4 separate regions of the Mus musculus genome follow, and regions 1, 3 and 4 are each linked to region 2. The links are chromatin contacts, called in public Hi-C and HiChIP or PLAC-seq maps. All regions are on one chromosome and are shown on one strand. Each heading gives the region's core, a stretch centred on a gene start, on an enhancer-like site or on the middle of the called end of the contact. The rest is flanking DNA. Distances are from core to core; before and after follow the strand shown.

Region 1 (3,502 bases), core at 929-3,428, 300 kb before region 2:
CTAGCATCTCTGTAAGTCTCTATAGGAATCTAAAGTAATTTTCCTCCCAATTAATAAGAACAAAAGAGCTCAAAGCCTGTGTCAATGTCTAGTACTGGTTTAGAGGGGCTTTGTAGATTACATGGGCTCCCACCGGTGCGACTTGTGCAACAAACCATACAACTAAGTGCATGTGATTCTGTCACCAAGACCACCGGTGGAGTCTCCAAAGCAGCCTGGCCTCTTCAGTCCATGGCATCATTTTCAGCCAGGGCTCTGAGCACTTGCATAAGTATGGAATCTTAAAAGAGATTAATGGTCTTCAGCAGAGGAAAGGACCAAGGAACGCAAAGGTATTCAGTAGGTCTGAAGTCACAGAAGCAGCTAGTATGGTCAGTAGCCATTAAGTCAACTGAGGGCTCTTGGAAAATGTACCTCAAAGCCGCTGCAGGACAAGAAAGATTCTCTGCAGGATAGGGGAGGTCTACAAGCATGCCATCATTTCCTTTCCTTCCTTAACCAATATACCATAATGTGATCTGACATGTACATTAGGCTTTGTAGGGTAATCTCTGATTAACCATGTTACTATGATAGAACATTTGTTCCCCTACCAGGAGGCTTCTTATCAAGACCCATGTGCAGTTCCCCACTCCATAACCCTCAAGTCTATCTCCTAAATGGGGCAGATATTGGAGGCCTAGCCTTGACTGTAGGTAGCTCTTAGTGGGAAAATTAATATGAAAGGTTGCGTGATGAATTCTGACCCTACTGCAAACACTGCGGAGAAGGAGCCCTTGCCTAACACTGCCTGGAGAGCCAGGATCCAGAGTCAGAACAGCCTGGAGACATAGAATAGAACCAAATATGACTGGCAAAAAGAAGTCAACGAAATGATGAGTCCTAATAATGATTCTTTGCTATGCTCCTAGAACAGTGCCTAGCCCAGTTGTCATCAGAAGGAAGTTATCCAGCAAGTGATGGGAACAGAAGTAGTCTGCATGACCCACAGTCAAACATTGGCGGAGCCAGGAGAATCCCGCAGAAAAAGAGGAAGGATTTTAGGAATGAAAGGGGTTGAGGACACCATGGCCAAGAACAAGGCCCACAGAATCAACTAACCAGGGTTCATAGGGACTCACATAGACTAAAGGAGCAAACTCATGGACCCAGTATGGTTTTGACCTAGGCCCTTTGCATATATGCTGTGGTTGTGTAGCTTAGTGTTCTTGTGGGACTCCCAACAGCGTGAACAGGGGCTATCTCTGACTCTGTTGCCTGCACTAGGGACCCTTTTCCTCCTGCAGGGTTGCCTTGTCCAGCCTTGATATGAAGGTTTGTGCCTAATCTTGCTGTATCTTGCTATGTCCTATTCAGTGGTTATCCCTGAAAGGTCTCCTCTTTTTGTCCCCCTTAATGGAAACTGAAGAGTAGTTGATCTGTGGGAAAGAGAAAGTGACTGGGAGGAGTGGGAAGAGGAGAAGCTGCTGTTGGGATGATGTAATAATATATAATAGAAGAATAAAAGTTTTTTAAAAAAGCAACCTCTATCCATAAATAACTTACAAACAATAAAAGGGGGAAAAACAGTTAGGCAACATGAACAAGATGTGCTGAGTTATTTACAATATTTCACCTGCATAAGACAGAATACCTTGTCCAAATGCAAGATAAGCATCAAGGAGGGGTTACTTTAACTTCAGTGCCTAGAAATCTGGAAACGACCCAGGTTTCTATACTTAGGAAGAGTCTCTCTCTCTCTCTCTCTCTCTCTCTCTCTCTCTCTCTCTCTCTCTCTCTCTTTCGTGTGTGTGTGTGGTGTGTGTTTCCCCCTTGACCTTCTCCTCTTGAGGCACACAAGCTGCTGAAGGACCAAACATCACATCCTTGTGGAGCTACATTCCACTACAGAAACAAAAAGGACCACTCCTTTGCTGTCATGGAGAAAAGCTTCCTTAAGAATCCTTCTGCATGTTTCCCATACTATTCCTTGGGGGCAGAATTAGATCCTGTCCCTAGAACTTAGCTGGGAAAGGCAGACAGGAACTTTCAGACTTGATCCACAGAGGCATGGCCGAAGGTAGAGCACTCACAAGACCCGGCACGTCTGCTGGAAGCAACGCTATAGCCATCCACTGTAGGCGGGGGAAGACACACCTTAGATAAAAGCTGAAGAACAAAAGGCGGAGGATGCCAGGAGAAGGGTGTGAACTGTGGTTCCACATAAAGGATCAACGTGAGCAAAAGCCAGCGAGTGCAAGAAGGAGACAGCGGCATCAATTCAGGCTGATCAGAGCATTCAACTACAGGAAATGAGTCTCCAAGTGCATCAGAGGCCTGGTTACAAAAGCCCGTTGAGACTGTGACCAGAAGCCTGAACCTGCAGCTGAAGCCAGAGATGACAAAGGAGGCAGAAGGCTAAATCCAAGTGTAGATGTGCTCCGCTTGGCTGACACAGGATGCTTGCAGTCTGACTGTGGCCAGCTAGGGGAGGAGCACTTTCTATCTGGCTGAGCACTGAGCCAGGACTCATTAACTGGCAGCCAAGCCCTGATACATGAGCCTGCTGGGGGCATTCCATATTCAAACTGTAACCATCTTTCTATTCTGTGTTTCCCTCTTGATTTAATTTGCAAACAGGATTTCTGCTCAGAAAACATGATCTCTGACAGCTTTAGCTTAAAAGTTAATTGCCGGAGCTAGAGAGCTAGAGAGGTGGCTCAGTGCTTAAGAGCACTCTTACTGAGCTGAGTTCAGTAAGACGACCTGAGTTCAATTTCTACCACTCACATGAGGGTCACAACTATCTGGAACTCCAGTTCCAGGGGATCCAAAGTCCTCTTCTGGCCTCCACAATAACCAAGACACACACACATGGTTACATCCTGACAAAACACCCATACACATAGCAGTAATACACGTAAAATAACAGAAGCCAGAGGGAGTATTTGATGGCCGGACTGGATCCTACTGTGCTTCAAGTTCTAAAGTGCAGCACTCCTGACAGAGGGATTGTGGGATGGCCATCCAGTGATTGGAGGATAGAACACAAAGGATCTTGGAAAGGGTAGAAAAGGGGTAGTTATATTTAGAAGTAAAATAAGTATCAAGTGGTATCTCAGACATAAGGAAACTTCTAACAAAGTGTGGGTGACTCTTCCAATGGCAGATGAAGTAGATTTCACTAAAATAGAAGGCTACTGTGTAGTTACTTTGTGACATTCTAGGCATTGATGGTGTCACTTTGAGTAAGTTATGAAGACCTGGGGTTGGTCCAGTATTAGGCAGTGGCTGAAGTATGCATAGGAAAGAAGAAGCAGAAACAAACTGTACATGACCTAAGAGGATGGATGATATTAAAAAGAATATTGAGGGCTGGAGAGATGTCTCAGTGGCTAAGAGCACTGACTGCTCTTCCAGAGGTCCAGAGTTCAATTCCCAGCAACTAGATGGTGGCTCATAATTATCTATAATAGGATCTGATGTTTCTGGTGTGTCTGAAGACAGTGACAGTCTACTCACA
Region 2 (3,335 bases), core at 651-3,150:
ACAGACAGACAGACACGCACACACACGTGCGCACATGCACCAATCTTTGAAGATGTAAGTTAAGGAGTTTCCGGCTGGTGAGATGGCTCAGCAGCTAAGAGCACTAACTACTCTTCCAAAAGTCCCGAGTTCAAATCCCAACAACCACAAGGTGGCTCATAACCATCCGTAATGAGATCTGATGCCCTCTTCTGGTGTGTCTAAAAGACAGCTACAGTGTACTTACATATAATAATAAATAAATCTTTTTTTTTAAGTTGAGTTTCATCTAAGAATATCATTCTGGACTATTCTTGTGAACCCTAAATCCAACTGTAACTGTCCATAGTAAATGGCAAGTCAAGCTCTGAGACTTAGAGAGAACCTTGTGAGATACCGACTCAAATAGCCTTGCATGAGTGCCCCAAAGGGAACAGGAGACAGAAGCAGGTGTGGGTCAGAAGTGCGGCTGATCTATGTTAATGAGGGAGCAGTTGTAAGAAGCTTACTGAAGCTGACAAAGGGCAGAGGCTATGTTACAAGTGTCATTACAAATAAATAAATAAATAAACCAAGTACCATTACATGCCTCATTAACAACAAGAAGGAAAGACATACATACACATCGGATAAGTCTTTGGCAGAGCCTGACTATGTCTGGATACACACCTTAAGTCTCAGGAGTCATACACACATCAGATGACTACAGCTCAAAACCGATCAGGAGAGAAAGGTCCTTTCCTAGCAGTGTGGTGAACTCAAGTCGTGTTCCCTTAAAAATATTTACACTCTCTTTTGAAAACCTCATTTAATTTTTACTTTAAGATTTTTCATTTATTTTCATATATGAGAAAAGTAAAGAGATATTTGCAACAAACAAAAGGTGGCTATCCCAGACAAAGAAGAAAATCTTTGTTGCCAGACTCTGTTGACACGGAATGTTGAGAGAATACATTTCTGGTCTTTTCATTTGGTTTTTGGTTTTTCGAAACAGGGTTTCTTTGTGTAACTCTGGCAATCCTGGAACTAGTTCTGTAGACCAGGCTAGCCTGACCTCATAAGATCTGCCTGCTTCTGCCTCCCAAGTACTGGGATTGAAGACGTGTGCCACTACTACCTGGCATTATTTCTGTTTTATACGCCAAACGTGGACCGATTTCATTAGAAATCGACTTGCAACTTCATACATCACTGAAGTGGAGTTAAAAGTATTATCTAAATTGCTTCTCTGTGAATTAAGTGCGTTGGCCTGTTAAGCACGCGGGACAGCCACACGTAGTAAGCACTAAAGAAACACTGAGTGAATTTTGCTAAGTGAAAAAGATTTCCGATGCCAGTGCAGCTGGTTCTTGACGTTTTTTTACTTTTCTAGATTATGAGGAGTGGGTTGCAAACCATAATGTGGGAGCATCTTGTAAATTTACGCAATTAAAGCGTGATGAGTATGGCAAAAAATAAACAAAAACAAACCAAACAAAGCGGAATTCATTTAGGTCTGTGGAGTTCTGCCGTGCCTGTAAGTTCTAGGAAAGGAACTCCTCCATTTCTCAACGAACTTGTCTTTTGCATCTTTGTTATTTCTATAAATCTCTTATTCTAAACGCAATAGAGAACGAAATGCAGGAGGCAGCAAGCTCTCAGGAGAAAAACACTTTTGGTGTCTGTTTGAGCCTATAGGTGTCAGAGAATTGAAGTCCCAGACTTGGTTTTCAGAAAACTACAACTCCCTGAAGCCTTTGGGTCGCAGAATTAGAAGCCTCAGAAAAGGGGTGGAGTCTAGAGAGAAGCCGTTGGTTGTTTCCATTGTCCAGAGTGGAGGGACCACAAGAGCGGAGGTGGGCGGATCCCCGTCCTGATTGGTTGTAACTAGAAGGGGCGTCCCCCGCGTGATTGGCACAGTCCTTGGGGGCGGAGACCCCGCGGCGGCCGCTCGAATTTCCCGGGTTGGGCGCGCGGGGACTGCTGGGTAGCTCTCGGGACGGTTACCCTCACCGGGTCAGCCGCGGATCGGAGTCGGGGTAGGGGTCGGGGTTCGACATGCAGAGCACTGACCTGGGCAACAAGGAGAGCGGCAAGATATGGCACCGCAAGCCATCGCCAGCCACTCACGACGGGTGAGGCCGCGGGCTGTGGAGACCGACGAGGGGGCGGGTCTGCGGGAGACTGAAGTGGGAAGCGTGGAGGAGGAATGCTGGCCCGGGGATTCTGACTCTGGCCGTGCGCTGCATCCCTGGGTTGGGACCTCAGGAGGAGCAAGTAGCTCCGGAAACCGTAGATTGCAGTTGTCCCAGAATCTGGTCCCTGGTCACGGTGAGAGGCAGGCAGGAGAAGGCTCTACGACTTGTGCAAAAGAATTTGCAGTTCAGCTGAGTGCCAGGACTCCACCTGCTTTGATTTATTAATGTCTATTCCAGTTGGGGGGAAAAAAAACTCCAGGAGGTGATGGGAGCAAAGAAAGCAATGCACATCTACCTTTCCAAAAGCCGATGCTCTCCATCCTTAAGTCATTCATTACATTGCACACCTGTAATGTTGAGAGCCTAGTGTGGGCCAAGCACGCTTTTCACTATGGAACAACGCTGGAACAAACTTAAGTTCTGCAGTGAGTGTTGCAGGGCCTGTCATTGGTGCGGGGACTTTTACCCGCCTGTGCTTCCTTTTATTCTGTTTGGAGTAGCGGGTTTAACACGCAGCCTCTTGTGTGACGTCAGTGGGAGTCTTTGCCCCCTCCCCCATTTGTTTTGGTTCCCATGGTGCCTGCCTAAGCGATCTTGGTGTTTCTGATTACCTACGTTTGCGTGGACTGCATAGTATCACTTGGGTTCATACCTCGAGGTTTGTTTCTCAAGAGACTTTTCTATTTATCTTTTAGTTGCTTCCCTAGAAATCAGACTAAGTGTTTTTGTAAGCTGAAAGCAGTTATAAGTGGATCAGCCACTTATTTGACTAGCCAGCCAGCCACTGTGGTTTCTGGTGGCTGTCCACCCTTTATCAGTGCTATTCACCCGTTGACCTATTGAATAAACAATCTTGTCAATAGTGGAGATTCTTCGGCGTTTTCCTTTCAGCTCGGAAAGCAGTTTTGAGCCAGGACAGCTAAGTTGAACCAGCCAGCAGAGCTCAGAAAGAACTAAAAAGGGTGAGCTTACTCAGCAGTAAGTCTCAGAGGTTGAGAACATTCTAGGTTTAGATTAGGTTGTCCGGAGGCTAGAAGCTTTGGGGACTAGGCCTAGGTTAAGAAACAAAAGGCAGTAAGCCTCCAGGATGACAGTTATATCAGGAGAATAAAAAACGTGTGTGTGTGTGTGTTGATGTGTGTATGTATGTATATATGTGTGTGTGTATGCATGTGTGTG
Region 3 (3,447 bases), core at 717-3,216, 340 kb before region 2:
GGAGAAAATGAGGCCCAGAAAGGTGATGTAACTTTACCACAGATATCCAGACACTTCATATCTGCACATTAGGATTCCTAATTGTAGCAAAACTACAGTTACAAAGTACCAATGAAGTAATGTTATGGTTGGGCATCACCAGCACCTGAGGATCTGTATTGAAGGATCACAGCATTAGGAAGGTTGAGAACCATTGATCTAGATAAATGTTCATAGGCAATTTCTATGACACAGGGATAGGCCCTTTGATATACTCAGCTTGACAGGGAGCAGTCCACCTTCTGTTCCAAAACAATTGCTCCACTTATTTTATCCTGCTGAGGAAGCCCAGTTTACACATGATCATTAGCCCTAAGTAACTTTTAAAAAGAGAAACATTAGACCAGGTTCGTTGTTGTTGTTGTGGTGGTGGTAGTGATGTTTTGGGGTTTTGGGGGGGTTGTTGTTTTTTGGGTTTGTTGGTGGTGGTTGGTTGGTTGGTTGGTTGGTTGATTTCCTTATTTGACCCTCTTATTGACAGCAAGTGGTTTGGTTATCCTACGAAGGATGACATAGAACCAAGATGGTACAGATGCCATAGTCCTAGTCTCTAGGGTGTTATGAAGGTTGAATCAACCATTAACTATTAACACCTGGGACAGTCTTAGTGCAGGCAGCATCACAACCCACTGTGGATGGCAGCTACTCCTATTAGCAGACTTCTATTGCTGGGTTCTGTGCAACTGCTCTGGGCTCAGCTGGTAACCCAAGGATTGACTCCATAGTCACAGGACCTTTGCTAAGTTACCTAACTCTCTAAGCTTCCATCGCCTCCTCTCCAAAATAAAACGGAGCGTGTGTGTACCACATATAATCACCTTGGTGATGAAAGCTTGCTGTAACAAGACAATAGGCCAATTAGCCCAGTGTACATATGCAACAAAGGCTACCAGCTGCCCACAGCAAGGGAATTGAGACCCAGCTATGCCATTATCTGCCTTCTCAATTCTTTTCAGAATGGTACTGTCTTTTTAAGGACAATAGTTCTCAAATTCTGCGGAGGAGCCTCAACATCCCCAAAAGGAAGAAGGGCAGAGTGACACAGATACTCTGTCCTCATCACCGGTAAAGAACAGCTTTATCTGTTCCAAACATAGAGATAATTCCACTCTCAGTAAAGGGCTACTGGATAGCAGTGTTTGAAACCTCCTCCCCCTCTCATGCTTGAGTAAGCTCATTAAATTTGAGATCAACAGAAATGGCCGCCTATCCTTGATTTCACATTCACTCGATCATCAGCTCATTTTTTTCATTCATCCACATGCTGCATATCTTTTGGAGCAGGCCTTCAGTTACAACCTGAGCAAATGACACAGATCCTAGGTGCCCGCAGCTCGCTTTGCAGGGAGGGAGGGAGACAGGGAAACATAACAGCCCAGTTTTAAAGCTGCTGAAGGGAAGATGACTAAATCAAGAGTACCTCAAAGTTTTGGGAGTTCAAAAAGATGACTGGGGATCAGAGGATACAAACTGAAGCCCTGAATGCCAGGGTGGAAGATGAGAAAAGCTAATATGTGGTTTTACAAGATGGATCCCAAATGGTCAGAGAGAATGGTAAGTCCAGGACTCTATCTTGTCCAGCAATTTGAAAAGTCAAAAGAGAAGCAAGGAATCCAAAAGCATAAATGTAAAAAGTGTATGGAGCACACCCCCGATCAGATGGAGGCTTCCATGTACAAGTTTGGGCTCTATATTTATATAGTATTAGTAACCAAGGACCTGGCATGCTAACATGCTGTCTCCCAGGAGCAAATTCCTGGACAACTCTATTTCTTCAACATAGTCTTCAGTTATTGAGCATCTGGCACATGCTGGAACAGGCCAAGACACGAACACTGGGAGGACCCAGGCTGCAGCTGTTCGGGCTTTCTCTTGCCTTTCAGCAAAGTTATATCACTCACTCTGCCAGAGAAGCCTGTTTCTGAGTCATGATGAGCTGGCCCTGTCAAAACTGTTAAGAGTCAAGCTCTTCCCCCAGCCAGGGCTGGGAAATGTGAGCTATGCCGGTTGAGTTCAAATTCCTGCAAGCAGATGGGAAAAGAGTGAATGTTCTCGGACTGAACAAAGCCATGACCAATCCTCATTTCATATGCCGAGAATCAGACCAAGAGTCAGAAGGCTCACTTCTCAGTCCATTTTATTGAACAGCAGATGCAGGCCTCCCCTGAGGCAGTAGTCTGGGCATGGAGTCAAGGAAGAGAAATGCTACTATCCTGATGATGCAAAGATTATAACCACCTTAAAACAATAAGCAATATTCAATGAGCACATACTCTGCACTAGGTACTGTTATATGCACTTGCATAAACTAAACTAACTTACTGCAGAAACTCTGGAGCCAGTGGGATTACTGCCCAACCAAACAGAAACAAAAGTGGCCAGAAAGGTTATAAGAGATGCACACAGGAGGGTGACAACCCCCGGAGAACAAAATAAGTATCGATGTTTAAATGTATTCCCATCTTTGCTAGAATAGACTAGGTGAATCTCACTTCCTCACTCTTAAGCACAGACTTACCCAAAAGCCTTCTTTGGCTATATTCAAATGAGCAATTCTAAAAGCCAAGAAAGGAATTTTTAAAAAAAAATCACTATTTTTGTTACTCAAAATGCGTCCAGCTAAGGGGGGTGGGGTAGGGGCTTTGTGGGGAAGGTGGGCCGCCAGGATCTTCAAAAATGTGCACGACACCAACCAAGGGGATAGGGAGAAACGAAGCAAACAACAGGAAAAAATGGGAGTGTCCAGGGAAGAGCTGGAAGTGGATCATGGCTGACACGTGGCCCCCAACGGACCTTAAGCCAGAGCTCTGGAGCCACAGCAGACTCTGCACTACAAGTCTACAGTAGCTCTGTGCACCAGGGTTATGTATGTAGAAGCAGATGCATTTATTTCCTCTTTTCTTTAAATTATAGCACCAATTTGAGGAGAAAAGAGAGAAAGTAGAAAGTACAGAGGGCGAAAGGGAGATAACCTTTAGAATGGTAGATTGGGAAAAGAGCATCAAACCCAGCACACAGAGCACTGGCCCTGTACTTATATCCAACATCACTAATAGTAACAGACATCACTAATAGATCATCGAATGATTTCTCACTGTATTGAAAGATTCAGAACCTTCAATAAATAAGTATAAATTACTCCAGGTATCATAAATGGTTTATTTTAGAGCTAAGAATGTGGCCTTCGTTTTTCTCTCAGTGATCAAGTGCATGTTTCTTTGTTTCATTGTTGTAACTATTGGCCCTAAAGGTTCACTTGCTTCTAAACTCCACCTGAATAGGGCCCTGAGTCCACATCCAGACCCTAGTTACTTCCAGGCTCTTCCCTCCAATGGGATCCAGTTCCTTCCCCAACATGTTAATCAGCAGGTAAAAGCAAGGACTTGTCTTGTGTCCATAATGCCAAGT
Region 4 (3,346 bases), core at 424-2,923, 320 kb before region 2:
GGCTTTTCCATGATGGCGCTGCCTTTGAGTCACCTATGCTTTTACATGTAACCTCAATGAATACACTGGTTCACTAATCTAAGCCTGGGTGATCTCAGGTCTTTGGTCTGTCACCTGTGCCCTACTGGACTGAAGAGACATTTGTTCTCATCTCCCTAGAAAATGCACACAACAGCCTACTGTGTGCTAAGCTTACTACTGGTTTCTACTGCAGACTCCCTTTTCTTCCTTGTTTCTTTATGTGATGCTATGGCATTTTCTCTGTAGACCTTTACAAACATAACCGAGACACCACGTGGGAGGCATGTGCTGCTCTGTCTGCTCTGGGTCTACTATCCTGACGTCAACAGTGAGTTGGGTCCATCCAGTCCAAATAGCCTTTTCTATCTAACTCCAGAACCTCAAGCTTTCACCTTGAACCATGTAAAGACAATGACCTAACAAGGTTAAGCTCTCTGTGCCTATGGACTAAACTAGATACAATATTATGAACAGGTAATGAGTTTCAAAACAACACTGCAAATAAATTGGGGAAATGCAAACTCTAAAATAACTAACATGAGAGTTACAAGTTCTCATAACAAGTGTTTAGGATTATGGCTTCCATCCCACATCTGGGTTATTGCAAGAGTTTTACATACTCTGAAGAGATACTTTAAAATTCTGCTCAAGTTCTTAGTCAATATAGTGATGGACACAGGCAGATAGATACATATACAGATGATAAATTATTAGCGAATAGATATATAGGCATATTGATAAATAATATATACAGGCATATTTACCTGTTTACCCTCTTCATATAGGCAACTTATAGACAGACAGAAATGTGAATTAAAAGAGAAAATGATTTCATAGTCAAATACCAATAGGCTACATAAGCCACTAAAAGTTAAAATTTGTGTACAATACGTGTATACAAAGCGTTATTAAGGCATCTCCGTTATGAATATTATGGTCACCTAACAACGGTGATCCATGAAGCAGCATCCCTTTTACTCACCCAACTTAAACAGTGCTTGGCCTCACTTCTGAGCAGTCTGCTCTTTGCAAGACTGTATCATAGCAACATAGAACTTCCAAGAGTGCCAAAGCAGCCTTCCTGGAGGCTATGGTTAGTCAGTCTAGCAGCAACATGAAACCAGGGGCGGGGGAGGGGAGGCAAAGTTCAGTGATCTGGAGACCCAGATCTGCCACAAGCTGGATATAACACAGACTGAATTCAATTAACAAAGCCTTCTGAACATCTGCTGAGTGTCAAGCTCAGAGTCTCTGTGCACGGACCAATCTCCAGTGTCTAACTGGAGACTCTGAATGGTACTTCTCCAGAGACGGAAGCACTTGTTAAAATAGCATTTTCCGGTATAGACGAACCCTTGATCCTCTTTGTTATGGCCGTCTCACACACACACACACACACACACACACACACACACACACACCACTGTTGTGGGGGTCCTCCCACTGCTCACTGAGAAAGGCCATAATAGAAATCAGTAAAGAGGACCAGGAGGAGAAATGTGCACTTGGGGGGGGGGGGGAGGGCGCCCCCCCCCCCCGCTCAGTCAGCTAGACTCTTCCTACCTCCAAGTCTGAGAGGCCCCCTCCCCTCCTTTCTCCTCCGGAGAGGCACACCCTCTGTGCCACTTTACTGTCTACAGAACCCAATTAGCATTTTGCACACTGCAGCATCCTGAACCGTGGATCTCACTTGTCCCTTCAGCAGAATAGCAGGTGGGAGCTGAACAGATTAGAATGCAAAGGACAGTTATGTAATTTACCTAAGTCCCAGTCCACCTGACACTGCCAGTCTGCATCTTCCCTTTCACCCTGGCAAGCTGGCACAGCCTAGCAATTAATCACACACAGGACATCCTTGGCACCTGACGATGCTTTCTTCACAGGCTGGAAACCGTAGCATGGCTCCAAACAAAATGCCTTTTGCATCTCACTGCCACGTGAAGGGTGCTAAGATGATGAAGTGGGATAAATTATAACCAAAAGGTCACTCTTGTCTTATATATCTGATCTAAAATTTTTCGGAACCCTTGTTCCTCCAGATAGCAGGAATGAGCAGGAACTTACTAACTAAAGCCTCTCTTGTTTTTCCAGTTTAATGGAACCCTCCTTCAAGCTGTGTTGCTAGAAGCTAAGTGCCCAGTCTCTCTGGGTTTCTCCTGCCAAGGTAAGAGGACAGCTTTCATCTACTGGTGGCTGGTGACAAGACCTCAGATGCGTGACCTCCCAAGGGGCAAGGAGAATCTTTCCTGAGAGACAGATGCATCCGTACAGTCCTGGAACCCAGAGAGACCCTTCCTATCATTTGTGGGAAACAAGCTGGCACCCAGCCAAAGCCTGTCTTCATCCAGGTCCCTGCTAATCCAGCAGCTAGTGCAGGCTCCAGACCTCCTCCACGGAATTAAACTCCTAGGCTGTCATAACAAGTTATCAAAAACTGTGGCTTAAAATAACAAAGTTGTGTTCTCTCACTATTCTGGAAGCCAAAAGTCAGCAGTATCAGCAGCACTGCACTGCCTTCTAGGCCCTGGAGAATATTCCTTTCTTGCCTCTTCCGCCTTGGGAAAGCTCCTGGCTTGGCAGGCTTGGCACAGCATCATTCCAGAGCCTGCACCCTCTTCACAGAGTCGTCTCCCTGGCTTCTGAGCCACCAACCTTTTGGTCCTGCTTCTATTATAAAAATCTCGCCCATTGGCTACAGGCCATGCCTAAACTCGTGTTGATTTCCTTTAGAAACAAATGTTCATTTACACCCATACAGCCCCTGATCCCACATAATGTCACAGGATTAGGGGCTTAGAGCTTAGACATTGGAGAGCACCGTTAAATTCATTACAGTCTAAGGGTCAGCTGGGAGTTACTGGGCCCCGTACCTCTCTTCCTCTGTTCTTAGATTGTCAAGCACCAAGCATTCTGCCAGAACACGTGACGGAGTGATGCCACCACCCTCCACTGTTTCACCCCAATTGTTCAGGAACGACAATGTGGCTGAATTTCTCTGTGCCTACTAGGAAGCTTAGACAAGAGTCATTCTCCTATAAGGTGACTAAACAAAAATCACTAGTATACCTAGCAAGCCGTCAACTCCTTTCTTCTCTAGTTTCCTTCAGCCATTTTTCTTTCCTACATTAAGGTGTAAAGGCCATCTCACTTCCTTCAGAGTAGTGGAGCTGACATCAAAATCAGAAAGCTTGAGGTAGGACTTCACTTCTGACATTGATATGGCCTCAGACTATACACTGCTCCAAACAGAACACTTTAATGACACACAGGAACCATGAGAACTATCTACCCGGACCTTCAGCAATGACAAGGCTTTCTCTTCCCA

What was found. A called contact is a pair of places that touch in the nucleus more often than the background predicts. HiChIP or PLAC-seq counts read pairs in DNA pulled down with a chosen protein or histone mark.
Region 1: a contact with region 2 is called in an H3K4me3 HiChIP or PLAC-seq map of neural progenitor cells, with 16 read pairs. The contact joins the enhancer-like site here to the promoter of Tbc1d31 in region 2. A contact is called at or near these places in 14 of 39 promoter capture datasets (the 3T3-L1 cell line, 3T3-L1-derived adipocytes, the C10 cell line and 9 more), 1 of 15 datasets of contacts at CTCF or cohesin (the NIH/3T3 cell line), 6 of 484 Hi-C or Micro-C datasets (B cells, embryonic fibroblasts, muscle stem cells and 3 more), 18 of 115 datasets of contacts at active chromatin or transcription factors (the SCID.adh cell line, T-cell acute lymphoblastic leukemia, acute myeloid leukemia and 10 more) and 3 of 9 other capture datasets (adipose tissue, liver and pancreatic islet).
Region 3: a Hi-C map of muscle stem cells shows a contact between it and region 2, with 2.0 times the contacts expected there. The contact joins the enhancer-like site here to the promoter of Tbc1d31 in region 2. A contact is called at or near these places in 1 of 39 promoter capture datasets (cranial neural crest), 1 of 484 Hi-C or Micro-C datasets (muscle stem cells), 3 of 115 datasets of contacts at active chromatin or transcription factors (embryonic limb bud, embryonic stem cells and forebrain) and 1 of 9 other capture datasets (adipose tissue).
Region 4: a contact with region 2 is called in an H3K4me3 HiChIP or PLAC-seq map of neural progenitor cells, with 17 read pairs. The contact joins the enhancer-like site here to the promoter of Tbc1d31 in region 2. A contact is called at or near these places in 13 of 39 promoter capture datasets (the 3T3-L1 cell line, 3T3-L1-derived adipocytes, the C10 cell line and 9 more), 6 of 484 Hi-C or Micro-C datasets (B cells, embryonic fibroblasts, myeloid progenitors and 3 more), 15 of 115 datasets of contacts at active chromatin or transcription factors (the NIH/3T3 cell line, embryonic basal ganglia, embryonic forebrain and 8 more) and 3 of 9 other capture datasets (adipose tissue, embryonic stem cells and liver).

What each region holds. Positions count from the first base shown.
Region 1 is chr15:57,614,838-57,618,339 of GRCm38.p6, forward strand. The region is part of intron 1 of Gm35682 (a long non-coding RNA gene); the gene reads right to left. Among named protein-coding and RNA genes, the nearest start is that of Gm35771, 38 kb to the left of the region's middle. Within about 2 kb of position 2,179, at least 22 of the 459 cell types and tissues checked have an H3K27ac peak or open chromatin away from gene starts, as enhancers often do. A contact at or near this core is called in neural progenitor cells, where this site is marked.
Region 2 is chr15:57,910,299-57,913,633 of GRCm38.p6, forward strand. Tbc1d31 (TBC1 domain family, member 31) reads left to right here and starts at 1,901. Exons shown (of 21, transcript NM_001081396.2): 1 at 1,901-2,093. The coding sequence starts at 2,017.
Region 3 is chr15:57,566,230-57,569,676 of GRCm38.p6, forward strand. No RefSeq gene overlaps it. Among named protein-coding and RNA genes, the nearest start is that of Gm35771, 11 kb to the right of the region's middle. Within about 2 kb of position 1,967, at least 53 of the 459 cell types and tissues checked have an H3K27ac peak or open chromatin away from gene starts, as enhancers often do. A contact at or near this core is called in muscle stem cells, where this site is marked.
Region 4 is chr15:57,588,433-57,591,778 of GRCm38.p6, forward strand. All of the region lies in intron 3 of Gm35682 (a long non-coding RNA gene), which reads right to left. Gm35771 (a long non-coding RNA gene) reads left to right here. Exons shown (of 5, transcript XR_384110.4): 2 at 268-349; 3 at 2,113-2,185; 4 at 2,912-3,060. Among named protein-coding and RNA genes, the nearest start is that of Gm35771, 11 kb to the left of the region's middle. Within about 2 kb of position 1,674, at least 46 of the 459 cell types and tissues checked have an H3K27ac peak or open chromatin away from gene starts, as enhancers often do. A contact at or near this core is called in embryonic limb bud, forebrain, neural progenitor cells and 1 more, where this site is marked.